Linked DNA regions of Zea mays: region 2 is linked to region 1. A link is a contact called in public Hi-C data. All regions are on one chromosome and are shown on one strand. The core of a region is the stretch at or near the end of the contact, and the rest is flanking DNA. Distances in the headings are between cores, read along the strand shown.

Region 1 (7,735 bases), core at 2,797-5,296:
CTGCTTGTAACGTTGAAGATATCGTAGGGGATATCCAATGTTTTGCCTGAAGGGGGAAACAGAAGAAGATATCACTAGAACTAAGAGTTCAGAGGGGATATAGACCATCGTATAGGAAAAACTACTTACGGCAATGCCATCATTCTCATCTTTTAGAAGGTCTAAGAACATTGGGTCAGTAAGGTCTAGGGGACCACTATCATCAGAACCTGAATTACCACTAGGTTCTTCTACGGCAGAACCAGTATATGCCTCGTCCATCAGTGCAAGAAGCATCTGTACCATAGAAAAGGACAATGTTCTCAATAGTTTTGGACAAGGTAATTCACTCATAGCTTCCAGGCCAATTCATTCTGAAGATTACCTCAGGAGCAGCGCTCTTCTGGATTGTAGCTATACTACTACCAATAAGAGTTCCAGAACTTCTTTCCACCTTTTCCAGTGCCACCACCAACACTGGATGAAGTTCAGAGTGATAAGAGAGGAACAAAGTTGTTGAAATCAATACATTATAGTTGAACAAAAACCAATAATGCACAGTTGAATGTTAAATACATTAAGACAAAAGAAAATTATCTAAATGAAGCCATAAAATCTGGTCAAAGGCCAGAGGGTGTTATGGTGTGGGCGCCTAGGACTGCGCAAAGGAGAGTGCAGCAATACTTGGGGTTGTGGGAGGGGTCTGAGTGGATAAGGGGATCAGCTAGGGATGAGACTACTGTCGCTCCTAGGTGGGCCAGGGCGACCGAAGCAGCTCACCCTGATAGGGAAAAGGTTCTTCTTCGATGATTCTCTAGTACAAACTAGGGTGGCCCCTTATATAACAGGTGCCTCCTTTTTCTTAGCAAGGTGCGTTTAGTTCAACTTTTTAAACCTGCTTCTGCTTCAAAAATACAGAAGTTGAACCAAAGGGGTTCAACTTTTCTGCAACTACTAAAAGCAACTTTTTGTAGTACAAATTTAAAAGCAGCTTGGATCCTGCTTTTGATGCTTATCCAAAGATGCGACAAATAGAAACTAAAATAGGATTAAAAATAATTAAGTGTTATAATAAATAAAACAAAAACATTTTTAATAAAAATACTAAAAATGGGATTATAAAATTGATTTATTTGTAAAAATATCAGGAACACAAATGTGAAATCGGTTTTTTAATTAGATATATTGATTAAGAGATGTGAAAGAGCCTCTAGCCTAGTGGTTAAGGGCTTTCAAGTATCACCTCCAGGTCCTGGGTTCAATTCCCCTCGAGGGCGAATTTCTCGGCCAGGACTATACATGTCCAACTGGGTCGGGCTAGCCGGGCGGCCCGAAGCACGACATGGTCACCTGGTCGTGCCTGGGCCTAAGGGGCAGCACGGCGGGCTAGGCCCGACACGGCCCAATTTTATTTTTTCTAATTTTTTTCATACAAATACCTATGTTATACTTGAATATAGAGTATAAAACACAAAAAAGCATGCATGTTTTGTTGATTATGTGGTTGTAAATGTGTTTAGAGCTAAAAACTATGGTTTAAACCCTCATATATACATATTTTTACCATTTAAATGACATAAACCGTTATAGGCCCGTTGGGCCGTGGGCTGGCCCGACACGATTATTAACATAGCGGGCCGTGTCTGGACCTCGCTCGTGGCCGTGGGCCGGGCCGGCCCGGCCCGCTAGCTCATCCGGGTCGGGCCGGCACGGTCCCAATTCGTGCCGGGCCTAGCCGTGTTCGGGCTGGCCCGCCTGACCCATTTGGACATCTATAGCCAGAACCATTGTTTTGGTCTCTTAGTATAATATCGGGAGGGCGATCATTCCCTCCTCGACCGAGTTTTTTTATATTGATTAAGAGAGATAGTTAAACAAAGTGCATATAAACAATACACAATTTGTTTACAGTGGACAACTCACAATAGTTTGAACCAAATGACTTTCAACTTTTTTATCACAACAGCTTTTTTACAGCTCACAGCTGAACCAAACGCACCCTGACTAACAACCAGGGATAAGCCCTGCACTAAACTAGGAGGGGATAAGCCGGCTCCTTGTTATTTGCAGCTAACCAACCACTTAACCATAACAGCACTAAACCTGGGCTTATCTTTTGTGGCGCCTGGCATACTGCAGGCCCACAAATCTGTCCACAGCAGAGGGATAAGTCATGTATGTATGTTATACATTACAGAAATCTCGCATAGTGTAAGGAATGAGCATCACATGAAACTAGAAACAATAATTTAATAATGTCATAGCACACCCAACTCATAAAGTATTTAACAATCAAAATTGTTTGGGTTATATAAAAATGAATAAGTCCTGAAGGCAAATATCAACAGGCTTACTTGGCAAATCCATAAGGGATAGGAAGAGGGGAAGAAAAGATCCTGCTGACATCATTAATGGAAGTACTTCCGAAAACTTATTCTCCAGTCTAGAATGTTAGAAAACAAATTAGGTAGTTCAACGGGATTGCTATTGGATATTTATGGTACCTGTACTGAGTCATTTAAAGGGAACATGGATGATAGAGCTATGTGAAGTTCATGACAATACGAGCACATACCTCTCACCGTTTGATGCAATAAGCTTTAACAACAATGGATAGAACTGTGTATAAACAAGGATACACAAGCATTGGCATGTGTTAACAAGATTAAGTCGAATATGGAAAATAGGAAGAGAAGAGAGATATTCTATAAAGAATCTTACAAAAGATTGGTTGAGTAGCTTATCATACAAATATGGTTTTTTCTGTTTTTTCTCTACCTTTTTGGCCTACAGCCTCCTGTATTGTAAATATTTCTTTGCTTCTGTTAGTGAAGAAATACATGTAGGGGCCTCCCCCACCATTCACATAAAAAATTGACAAATATGCTATAAAACAAAGAAGGAAGCTGGATTTATATCTTTCAGTTTTTCAAAGCAATGATCTGCAACAGCATGAATAATAGGAGCTACATGTGGGAATTGTCAATTCCAAGTAAGTAAATATTTCAAGTGTTGGCACCTGTGGAATCAAATTGGGAAAGGAGCTAAGGATCTTTGTCTTGTTTGTTACAAGGAATTCAACTGTGCGCTCTGCAACAATAGGATCTGCAAACTCCCTATTTACAAGAAAAAAAATTGAGTATCCTAGATGCTCGTGGTAGCAATCCAAGAATGGTATACAGGTCAAGAGACAAACATAGAAAACAACATTACCTACTTAAGCAAGAGCGGAAGAAGGTTTTCAAGCTACCATCAGCATCATGCAAAACAGCCTCCCCAAAATCCAAGAAGAATTGCAAAATGGTCTGGTAGGGGAAAAATACAGAACACTAAATTACTCCTGCCATAAGTTTGGCAAACTCTTTACAACAAGTCAACAATAAGGAGAAATCAAAAGGTACAAGTAATTTGCCACCAAAAGCTGTGCAAGTAATCCATTGTTCTGTAAATCAGGGAGTAAGGACATTAATCATAAAGCTAACACTAGATTAAAGTCTCTCACCCAAAGACTAGACATAGTGGCGTCGAGCGCAAAATTTTGATAAAACTGAAAACGGAGAAGTACATTTCTACGCATAAGGACACTGTTTTCAGATATCCGAACCTTTATCCATCAAAACGTTAAGGATAACATCTCCGCAGCACAAGACTAAGAAAAAGTCGGCTTACGAGGAGCAGCACGCCGGTGGAGGCAACGGCCTGCGTGGGAGCGGCGGCGCATCGCTGAAATAGCTTGCCCATCACGGGGAACGCCCGCGCCACCATCTCGTCCTTCGCTTCCTTCGCCGTTCGGCACATCTCGCACACCCTCCTAACCTTCGCGCGGACAAAAATGGTTCATGAAACAACACACCTAAGAATCCTCGTCTACATCCAAGAAATCGGACATGGGGAGAAGGAATCGTAGTGAGATGCGGTTACAGATTGGAGGAGGTTGGGGTCAGAGGCGGGGTCGGAGGCCGCAGCGGAGTCCCGTGAGGCCGCGGAGAGAGAGCGAAGGTGAAAGTCGTAGCTGCCGTCGCCGGCGGCGAGGTCCGGCGAAGCCATGGCCGTCGCCGTCGTGTTGCGTCTGGTCGTTGGGTTAGGCCAACTCCAGCAGTATTCGCATGCTCATCCCCATTCACAGGCATGGTTTACCAAACCGAAAACCGGTAAACCGGTTTACCGAAACAACCACACCGCGGCTTCGGTTAACCATCGATTTTTTTTAATCCATTCTAAGAACTAGTTTTATAACCTATTTTTTCAAGAGATTTTCATTTTCTCAAAAAAAAATTAATTATTTTTTGGAAAATATGAATCACTTGGGAAAATAGAGTTCACAAACTAGCCCGAAATTTAAAAAATCTGAAAAAATTCATAAAAAGCGAAAACAGTTGGTAAACCGTATTTTGGACTTGTAAACCACCAATTTTTACTGGGAAACCGGATTTAATGCCAAGATTGAGTATTTAGTGGTCAATTTAGACATATTAGTCTTGTTTATTGTTATATGTTATATGTGAAGATGTTATATGCTATATGTGAAGATGAAACTCGTAGCTCAAGTAGTGGTCAATTTCGGTTTCATTTCCTGTCCAAGATGGAATCTGTAGATCAAGTAGCTTCAGTTCTTCTAATAACTATCCGTCTGGACAAGACCCAATCTAAAACCCTTAGCTCCAGTCTTTTGTATGTGTTACTAAGATTTGCTGATCAGGAGAAAAGTCCAATACTTGGTGAGGTGCACATGCAATACACAAACACCAAACACACATACCGGTATATTTTTTTTGCTTTGTCGATAAGTATTTATTGTCATTCTTGTTTTATCGCTAATGTATCTCATATCTTTTGTACAGACCTATCACTATCACTATGACAGATTGGAACAATATCACGATCCTTCCAACATGCCTGAGTACTATCATTATGACTCGAGCTGAACATGTGAGTATTGTGAAATAAGTCGACCTATGTGTCGTTGCCTCGTCGAAGAGTTGTAAAATAACTTGTATTTGAGTATTGCGAAGTTTGCTGGTTGTTTGTTGCATGAGAACTAGAGTTTGTGGTTGCATATGTATGTTGCATGTTATTTTGGTGAACACATGTCGTGTGGATTAATTAATATTTAGTGTGCAATGTGAATTGAGCAAACTACAAATAAATCTTGTCAAAATTCTCCATTTTTCTATAAAAAACAGCAAAAACCGGTTCGTTTCACAGTTTGCCGGCGGTTTAGAGCGGGTTTTCGCTGGTTTTTCACAATTTTTTCGTCGGTAAACCGGTTCGAATTCACATTAATTTGAATTGGTCAAACCGGCTAGTTTTTATCGGTTTACCAGCGTTAAACCGTTACTAGTGGGTAGCGGTTTTCGTAGGTGAAACGGTTATGTAAACCACAGGTGCCTTGCGTGTGGGCCCCACTGAGTTTTGGGCGGCTTCGTTTCATGGTGTCCTCCTCGTTTCTCTTATCTATCACTATCTCTACTGTATTAAAACAATAGTTTCGTGCACATGTGTCGTCGTTTCGTATATCGGTGCGGAGAAATTTGTAATTTTGCCACTCTCAGTTTTGGCTTCATGTTATTATGTTATCTCGTGCCTATGACTGGTAGGAACATCTATGTCTATGGTTTGTAAGCCTAATGGTATATTGGCGAAGCCATAATGCCAAGATTGATAATTGCTCGGTGTGTATGTTATCCCCTCTTGATCCAGCAATATCGCGCCCCCACCCCCGGTGATATAGCGCATAGCCATCCCCCGATAGGCAAGTCTCATCTATTCAACCGACCATAAAGTCACAACAAACACTTGTTGTGGCTCTCGCTTGGCGTGGTCCTGTCCGTGACGCGTCTCCTCCTCGACTTCTTCCCGCATGGTGCCAGGCTCCTGCTCGCCGCAACCACGGGCTTCCAGATATGCGGCAACCTCGGGGGAGCGGCGACGGGCCCTCAGCGAGGCGGACCTATCTACTACGGTTCAGTCTGCTATTCACGGAGATCACTGGCGAGGTCACGCCGACCGCCGTGCGGGCTGGCAGCGCCATGTTCTATGGCTCCACGGTGCGAGGCAACAAGTGGCTCGACTCTGTCTTCTTCCTCATGAACCCAGCGTCGTGATACGAGATCCGGATCCTCATGCAAGTGGCCACCTGTCGTGGCAGTGGCAACACGTCTAGCCTCGACGTAGACGGATGCGAACGCCGACCCGGACGCCTCGCCTCCGCAAGGACGCTGAAAGGGAAATAGGGTTAACCATTTCCTATAATCGATTTTGGTGGTTGATGTACAACACAAACCACATGGACTAACTAGTTTGTCTAGATATGATTTATCTCAGGTGCATAAGGTTCAACACAAACTAAGAAATAATTCAGTTAGGGGACGCAATTTATTTGGAGCAAAAAGAACTTGAGTGTGCTGTTTTTTGACACACCGGACAGTGTCCGGTGTGCACCAGGCCCGTATAGTCTCCAACCAGCCACTCTCGGGAATTCTGCAGGCGCGCTCCACTATAATTCACCGGACTATCCGGTGTGCCACCGGACTGTCCGGTGAGCCAGCGGAGCAACGACTCTCTACGCGCCAACGATCGTCTGCCTCGATGAACAATGCATGTCAGAAGTTAGAGCGCAGAAGTCAGAGGGCACCGGACTGTCCGGTGTGGCACCGGACTGTCCGATGCAGTGTAACATCCCAATTTTGATCTCAAGGTTAGAAACCCTAAACTCCTAACCCCCCTATTTATCCCCTAAGGCCCCATCTCATGAAGCATTATATTCATCATATGCATACACAATGATTGCTAGTAGCACTTCACATAGATTATTTCATTTTGGACACCTAAGAAATTTAGATGAATATTTGTTTAAAGGAAAAAGAGATTAAGGAAAAAAGAGAAAAGAAAAAAAGAAAAAAGAAAACCCTTCCCTCTCGGCTAGGCCGAATCCGGCCCAAGCTTCCCCCCCTCTCCCGCGCGCCCACGCTCCTCCCTCCCTCGCGGTCCATCCCCCTCGCGCCGCTCTCTCCCCTAACAGCTCGGCCCCACCCGTCAGCCGCACCCGTCCTTTCTCCCTCGCGACCGCCCTCTCTCTGGCAGGCGGCCCCCACTCGTCAGCCTCTTTCTCCCTCGCCCGTGATCGGCCATCGACGCGTTCGTCGTCGGCCACCGCTCGCCCTGTCTCCTCGCCATTAACTCGCTCACGAGCACGAATTGGCGTCTTGCATCCCCGCGCACTGTGACCGAGTCGTCCCATCGCCACCGCCTGCCCCGAGCCATCCTGGTGCCACCACTGTGTGCCATCATCACCGCCGCAGCAAGCCTCGCCGGTGCTCGCCACCTCTTCCTCCTCCCTCCTCGGCCACCTATAAAAGGACTGCCCCGAGCCCCTTATTTCCCCACACCGACCTCGACCACTCCATCTTCCTCCCCTGGACCCAATCGAGCTCGACGCCGTCATCCCTACCCTCTCCATGAGCTTCTCTCTCCCCTCTCCGGTGGCTTAGGATCAAATTAGTGTTGTCCACAAGCTTCACCACCTCGCCACAAGCTTAGTGTGCCTTTCTCCCTCACCTATCACACCCAGTAGTCTCGCCGGCGACCTTGCCATCGCGGGAGCCGCAACCTCACCGTGGACCAGCCATCCTGAGTGCCCACCGGTCAAATTGACCCCTCCACCATGACCCCCTACTGAAAGTTGCCTAGAGGGGGGTGAATAGGCGAAATCTGAAATTTGTAACTTTAAACACAATCTACAAATCGGGGTTAGCGT
Region 2 (7,735 bases), core at 1,796-4,295, 200 kb after region 1:
ATTACATGCGCACAAATTTTGGATGATATTTTTATTTCCACAGCACACGCGCAAAAATTGGAAGACATGAGTCACACAAAGCTTAAATTCTTATACAAAGTCTCATAAATACTTACACCGTGTAGCATAATTAATAAAAACCTAATAACGATTCAGCTAACAACCCCACGTGAATTAAGGACGACTTTATTGCAAACGTAAAAATCTGACAGTTACGAACATAAGTGATTTTATTTGATTTTTATGGTAATTATGAACATCATAAAATCAAGGAATTTCCTTTTTCAATGTGCATGCAACAAATATGACATCCAGTAAACTAATGTACGAACTCCGTGTTCGAGCATAAAATCCTTTAGTTTTTAGCGTAAATAGTGAATATGGTAGACATAAAACACAATACTTGAAAGCATAACATGGATTGAAGGAGGTAGTCACCAGAGAACGTCGTCGAGGACACAAGAGCGAAGGGAGGTCGTCATTTGGGGCGGCCGAACTACGCCGGATCGGAGGATGTCACGCGTGACCGTTGTCGTGCGCACCTTGCTTCTTCCATGGATGTTGCTCGATCCTCACGCCTGGTGCGGCGTCGTCGCTGCTCGCACGTCGTGGGGTGCCACCGTCGTTTGTGGGTTATGGTGTGTCGCCGCCGCTCGGGCCTAGGTGGCGACGCCGTCGCTCGCTCGCCTCGAGAGCGCTGTCACCTCTTGCCCGCCTGCCTCGGGAGTGCCACGCCTCTCGCCCACCTCGGGGCCCTAGGATCAGCGCACGCTCGCCTGCCCTGGGGCCCCGACGCCGCTTGCCCTCCGGATCGGGGAGTCGCCGCCACCGTGCCTTCGAATCTGGGAACCGCCACTGCTACTCCAGATCGAGGAATCGCCGCCATCGCTACCGCGGCCCTGGGTGTCTGTTGTCGCCGCGCGCACTTGGGCAACCGCCATATCGCACGGGCCTGAGTGGGCGTCATTGCTCGTGCATTGGGGTGGGACTTCATAAACCGAGCCCTAGCGCTCTATGGCTTATTTTATAGATGCCCAGCCCTGGTCTAGTTCAACTGGATGACATGTCTGGCCAGTGCTTCCTCTAGTTATTGGAAGTCCAAAGCTTTATACACACACACAAATACGGGTACGGGTACAACTTTTTCATATCCATGAGGAAAAAACGCCACCAGGTTAAGGATCAAACTTGCATCATATATGGATTTTATCCAGGGCACGCGAGTAAAATGTGCTCGTTGCCATCCCTAGATCCGATGGAGATGATCTAAAGAAAGTAGTGGCAGCGAGTGACAATAAGAAACAAGCTTTCTTGCCAGGCTACGTGGCATTATGGCCTGCACTTATGAGATTCGACCTAGGTCTAGTCAAGGGCAAAGGCGCACATAGCATTCAAGAACTCGTGTTTCGGCTGTTTTTTGTATTTTGGTCCTTTTTTGAAAAAATCACGTTTAGACCCCTGAAGAACTTAATTTTGTTTTTGGACCCTTTGCTCGGCGTCGTAGGCCTTGGCACCGAGATGACACTGCTTGCCGCCACAGCATATAACGTCGAGGTATGTGACCTGCTAGCGGTAAGGGCTAACATGGAGGCTGACGTGGCACCAAGCTCGACGCCATAGATCTTAGTGCCGAGTTAGGAAGGCCTATAAATCGATCGTTTCCTGGCCAAGAGCTCCGCCCAGCCATTTGAATCCCTCGTTTCAATCAGCTTCCATACCGCCCAGAGGTGCTCCAATCTTCGTATTCGAGTTGGAAAACTTTGACTTGATCCTTATATCTTGAAGACCAAGGCATGATGTCTCACTGATTCGTTTGTTACATATATCGCGTTGTGTGGTTTCGATTAATTAGTTTTGATTGGTGCACATATTGCTTTTAGTTATGGTTCCTAGGATATATGGTTCATATGATGACTATAGTTTGTTAGATAGTTTGTGAAAGACATGTATTTATAAGTTGTGTTAATATATAATCGTTTGTTAGATGAGAGACATGTATTAGGAGTCATCGTGGCAGAAGAGTGGTCGTCCACGGAAGTTATATCCGGATGTATCTAGTAAGGATGCTCCTGTTCCTCCTGATCTTCCTATGGCTAATTGTGACTATGGCAGACTGACTTGGGTATGTCAATCCAAGCATCCGGACACGACTGCTTGCTGCTTCTACACTTGTGACGGTTTTAACGTACGTAGCTTATGCCTTGTGTGTTATTGATGTTTACTATATGTATACTAATGATTAGTTCCATTCCTGTAGGATCACTTGAGGTGTTTTTTCCAGTGGATCGACGGTCCTGATAAATTTGACCCTCAATATCTCCTTTTCGCTAATTGGTTGTTCGCAAGGAATACACATGAGCGTTTTAAGTGTTGGGTGCCTCCTCTCCCGAACCCGCCACCAATGACGGATGAGGAGAAAAACTTAGCCACACAAAGACGACTGGAGTCTCTGCCTCGGTGCGATTGCAAAGATCGTGCTATGATATGTGAGGACACTGTGAAGTACTTCGTGTGTCCCAACAATAATTATGTGAGTGCATAACAAATGTCAAAAGCTTTGTTATTTTTTGCACAAGTTTACTAATTTATGTTGGCGACGCGACATAGGGCTGGGTGTGGCGGAGTGGCTGGGCGACGCGGAGGGTAGGGCGGCGCGGCCGGCCTCGCTACGGTGGTGGCGGCGCTCCCTCGGCCCCGGCGGTGGTGGCGGGGCAGCCTCGGCGATGGGGCGGCTCGGCGGGGCAACCTCACCGGGGTGGCTGGAAGGCGGTGGGCGCTTCGGCGAGGGAGAGAGAACGACGGGAGAGATAACGACGCGTGGGGAGAGAACGGCGCAGGGAGATAGGATGGTTAATTTACTTCCGAGCTCGGCGTTAAGATCTATAGCGTCAAGTTTGGGACCACGTCGGTGCCGCGTCAGCCCTTACTGACCAGCGCGGCATGTACAACCTATGACGCCAAGATATATTATCGGTCGTGGCGTCGAGCAAAGGATCTAAAATCGATATTAAGTCGTCCAGGTCTAAACGTTATTTTTTTTTTCAAAAATAGGCTAAAAAAAATTCGGTAGTTCCGACACTTCCGGGTCCAATCCGAGAGTCGGCAGACGTGGGGACCTGCCATTGGATGGCGCTGGATGCCCTTCACTCCCGTCCCAGATTCATCGTCCTGCAGCTCCTCTTCCATCTCCGATCTGCTGCCATACCACTACCACACCATGGATAGCCAAACTCCACTGCATAACCCGCTGCGAAGAAACCTTCTAAAGTGACTAAGTGATCGATCTCCTTGTCCTGAAAGGCTGAAACCTAAGGCGAGAGAGGCCACGGGAGAGCGCCATGGTTCTCCTGCTCCTGGGCTGCTCTCCTGCATCGTCGCGCCCAGACTGCTCTCCAGCTTCCAGGTACTGGAGAGTGCCAGCGTTATGGTTGCTTTTCCTTGCTGATGCCTGTCGGCTGGGTCAGGCTGAGGAGGGTGGTGGTTGTTGACAAATGGGGAGGGGACTGACGGTGAAGGTTTGAGATGCTGTTAGAATCTCAAGCGTGTTTAGGTGGTCCCAGTTCCACACTGAGTCTGTTGGTTTCGGCTTGGCAGGAGAAGATGCAGCACCGCCGGACAGAAAATGGTCAGGTGCTCTCTGAATGAAGAAACGCAGCTGAACAAACATGGACTAGTATCCAAGCAGTTAATTTCATGCCTTGCTGCTTCGCTTGTGTTCGTCTCTCCACCTAGTCAGGTACCTATGACATGTTCCATCATCTTATTAGGTCGACTTGACCACTTCTACCATATCACTATCAGATACAGCACAAAAAGCTTAGAGACCACAAAGAGGATTCTTTCCGCTGCATGTAGCTGTTTAGTGTCTGCACATGCGTATCACCAAAGATCAAAGGTTTCGAGACCACATAGAGCTCAACTTTGTTCTTCAAAATAAACATGATTCATTCAACTAAGCAAAGGTGTACGAGAATAGCCACATGATTCATTCAACTAAGCAAAAAAAAAAAAGAAGTACAATGGTTGATTTCAGTGCATACTACGCACAAGGAAATAATGGGAGTAATATTATCAGTTAAAAATAATATTCCACAATGTCGATGAACTCTTCTTGTTGACCAGGCTATTCCTGCAGAAACCTTTGCCCGTCCAGGCTTGTGCCAGATTGCAACAGTGGCAGCCATTGACAGTGCTTCAGTTCCTCTGAAGTTTGACAACCCTTCAGATGATGTCAGCACAGGGATGATGATGAGGGGTATGACCGCCAAAAACTTCGATCCAGTTCGCTACTCTGGTAGATGGTTTGAGGTAGCCTCGTTGAAACGTGGATTTGCTGGTCAGGGACAAGAAGACTGTCACTGTACTCAGGTATTGTAATACCTGAAACATCAAACACATTGGAGAGGATATCTGTAGCCAGGATTTTTCTCCATTATCTAAAAAAGAACATCTCTGTCTGTGTGATGATCCTGCAGTAATATATCATAATCAGTCATGATAAACTAGTACTTGACATCTTAATAACAAAATTGTTTGAGATAGGGATGGTATGTCCAATCTTCCATGCACTTTGCATGATATGCAGTCTGTAAACGGATGACATACAATTTTTTTGGGGGGAACTTCAGGGAGTGTATTCTTTTGATGAGAAGGCACGCTCAATCCAGGTGGATACATTCTGTGTCCACGGTGGACCTGATGGATACATCACCGGCATTCGGGGCAGGGTGCAATGCCTATCTGAAGAGGACATTGCAAGTGCTGAGACAGATCTTGAGAGGCAGGAGATGGTCCGTGGGAAATGCTTTCTCCGGTTCCCCACACTGCCATTCATACCCAAGGAACCCTATGATGTCCTTGCAACAGACTATGACAATTATGCAATTGTGTCTGGAGCTAAGGATACAAGCTTTATTCAGGTGAGGAACTGAGCTCTGAACTGCTCAATGTTCTTTATTTTGTGGTTTTAACCAGATTAGTCCTGGGAAAAATAATCTTACCTTCAAATTGTCCTAAGAACTGATAACATAGTCACTGAACTAGCCTAGTTTATTTGTTTTTACCGCATAAAAAATATTTGTTGTATGGATAATTGAACATTGAAAAGTGTGTGCCGTTGAATGATAGTAATATTAAGCGAGTATAAAAAGCATACCTCTATAATGGTAAACACATCTTATCCGATGCACTCGTAATCTGAAACACCATAGGCACTAAAACATCTTTCTGTCATTGATCAGATATACTCAAGAACACCCAACCCCGGGCCAGAATTCATTGACAAGTACAAGTCTTATGTTGCCAACTTCGGCTATGACCCAAGCAAGATCAAGGACACTCCTCAAGACTGCGAGTACATGTCCTCAGACCAGATTGCGCTGATGATGTCGATGCCCGGGATGAATGAGGCCTTGACGAATCAGTTCCCAGACCTCAAGCTAAAGGCACCGGTCGCACTTAACCCATTCACAAGCGTGTTTGATACCCTGAAGAAGTTGCTTGAACTGTACTTCAAGTAAAAAACAGTGTAGCATTGTCCAGTAGCCAATAGCCAATTGCCCAACTTCTCGACTTGGATCTTCAATGGAATGAAGTTCAGTTTATTCTGACGTTTGCTAGTCAGTTAGTTCTTTTTAAGTACATTGTTTTTTTGTCTATTATATAAGAGTGGGATATGTAAGATTAAGATCTGTTCAGCTGTTCTCGGTTACTGTTTGTACAATTGTTCTTTTTCCTGATGTTTTTATACACCATTGCGATTGTCTGTCCCTGGTATGCCATCGCAAAATCACTTACTCCCTCTATGGCATCGAGTTACAAAACTTAACCCTTTTATATTCTATTTTAACTCCCTTATTAGGAGTTTGGTGATGGCCGACCTTCAGTGGTTCATACAGAACAGGGAACGCCAAGGCTGCTGGCTTCACGCCTTCGCATGTTCATGGCAGCAATAGAAGAAGGGTTGGGAACTTGTTTGTGGGCAACAGAACGAATGAGCAGGTCGAGAGGAAGCTAACGATGGCGATTTTATGTCCGGAGAGGCCCGCCGCTCGCCGTCACCAACACCACCCGCAGCCGGTGCTTGAAGCCATCACCAGTACGCCGGCCCGAGGGAGGGAGCACGTGCGCTCGATCGGCCAGCTGAACGGCGTGCCCACGGTCGGCTGGTCTCCTACTCTCCTGGAGCTGGGTCGGCGGCACACGCGCAGCCAGAGCCGCCCTGGGCTCCATCGGTACCGTGGGCCTCCGAACACGTGGCCCACAAGCGAAGAAGCATGGGCCTCTATTCTGAAGGCGACGTTCCCTCGCGTTAATTGTGGTTTAGGTTCCGTTCCCCAATTTTACTTGACGCTCCCTCCTCCCTCCTCCCTCTCTCTTGTCTTCTCCCTTGCGGCGATCCGGATTCCGCCGCAACGGCCCCTCTCGCCTTCTCCCTCGCGGCGCTCGATCCCTCCGGATTGGCGCGTGGAGGGGACAGTGGTAAGAAAGCCATAGTTCATCTTGATTCATTGTCTGTTTACCCATTTATTTGGTGTCAGCTTTCAAATTAAATTTCTCTCTGGGATGGATGCTCCTATAAAGGCTATTCACTTGATGTATGGCGGAGTGTCATGGCGGTTTATTTTCTAATTTGAGGGGTCGACTGGTCACGATGTCCCCGTGTGAAGTTCGTATATATGCAGATGGCAGGGTAGGCATTAAATATACGCATGCGCAGGGGATCAAACGGCCTGTGTGTTGATTTGAGGAATCAAGTTACTCTTATTGGTTACCTTTTACTCTCGCATTTTAGACCAGGAAATATATTTATCTACTGCCTTGTAATCGTTTTGGATCATGTAGCGGCAGCCTCAAAATCTATGATATAAAAAAATGCATTCTGAGAACACTGGATTTCCCACCCTGTACTGCTGTTTTACCAAGACGCAATCTAAACATTGCATTGTTGGTTGCAAATTGTGCGGTGTAGGCGTGTAGCTTCTGTAAATTCTACGCGTCCCTTTTCATTCAGAGGGTGTTTTTTCATTCTACCGCGTCACTTTCCAGGTTTAGAGGAGAGAAACAAGTGCCGATTGACACCAATAGGGTATTCTTACCATTTTCAGATCAGCTGGTTCAACAAAACTAGTAAAGATGGCATCAGAAGGGAACAAAGACGTACCTCATGAAGCTTTGACCGTGGATCACTCATCGATTTCGGGTTCAAAGCGCAAGCGTGGCCGCCCAAGGAAATATGAGTATCCTGTAAATGAACTACCACAGAAGGTACAGCCCATCCAGAGCGCCCCACCTCTTCTTCACTGCACACAAGATGGCTCAAGTCTGGCCAGCCATGCATCTGGTGGCGGTGCTCATGGTAATTGGTCCGCTCAACCTAGGAATTCAGCTAATGCTTCTCTTCAAGGTAATTCTGGCAAAGATGACTTTCTTGGCAAGCATTTTGTGGGCAAGCTGACCAAGAAAGTTCCTGGGTTTTCGCTCATTACGGTAAAAGTGAAGGACAATCAGGTGCTCAAAGGTTGGGTTCCAGATGAAATTAATCTCCGCCCAATAACACCTAAGGATGACCTTGCCCCAGAGCTACCCATGCTGCGACCGAGTCAAGTTCGAAAGCGAGCATCAGCGATCCATATGCAACCTGCTCTTCCTGTGCCAATGCACTTGGAGAATGTTACACTTGCAAAGCCTCTGCAGATGAGGAGACCTGTTGAGAAAACTATTGCTAAGCATGCTG

The links. A called contact is a pair of places that touch in the nucleus more often than the background predicts.
Region 2: a contact with region 1 is called in a Hi-C map of endosperm, with 2.7 times the contacts expected there. The contact joins the promoter of LOC100283155 here to the promoter of LOC100279312 in region 1. A contact is called at or near these places in 20 of 25 Hi-C or Micro-C datasets (bundle sheath, ear, endosperm and 6 more) and 2 of 3 datasets of contacts at active chromatin or transcription factors (leaf and seedling).

The regions. Positions count from the first base shown.
Region 1 is chr2:8,735,338-8,743,072 of Zm-B73-REFERENCE-NAM-5.0, forward strand. It overlaps LOC100279312, which reads right to left and starts at 4,047. Exons shown (of 16, transcript NM_001361272.1): 1 at 3,901-4,047; 2 at 3,649-3,795; 3 at 3,197-3,284; 4 at 2,999-3,095; 5 at 2,555-2,598; 6 at 2,334-2,422; 7 at 365-456; 8 at 130-276; 9 at 1-46. The coding sequence starts at 4,026. The coding sequence ends at 3,046.
Region 2 is chr2:8,938,659-8,946,393 of Zm-B73-REFERENCE-NAM-5.0, forward strand. It overlaps LOC100283155 (chloroplastic lipocalin), which reads left to right and starts at 3,046. Exons shown (of 5, transcript NM_001156057.2): 1 at 3,046-3,403; 2 at 3,595-3,736; 3 at 4,123-4,368; 4 at 4,629-4,919; 5 at 5,241-5,769. The coding sequence starts at 3,339. The coding sequence ends at 5,519. LOC100216700 reads left to right here and starts at 6,365. Exons shown (of 8, transcript NM_001143106.1): 1 at 6,365-6,480; 2 at 7,048-7,735. The coding sequence starts at 7,135.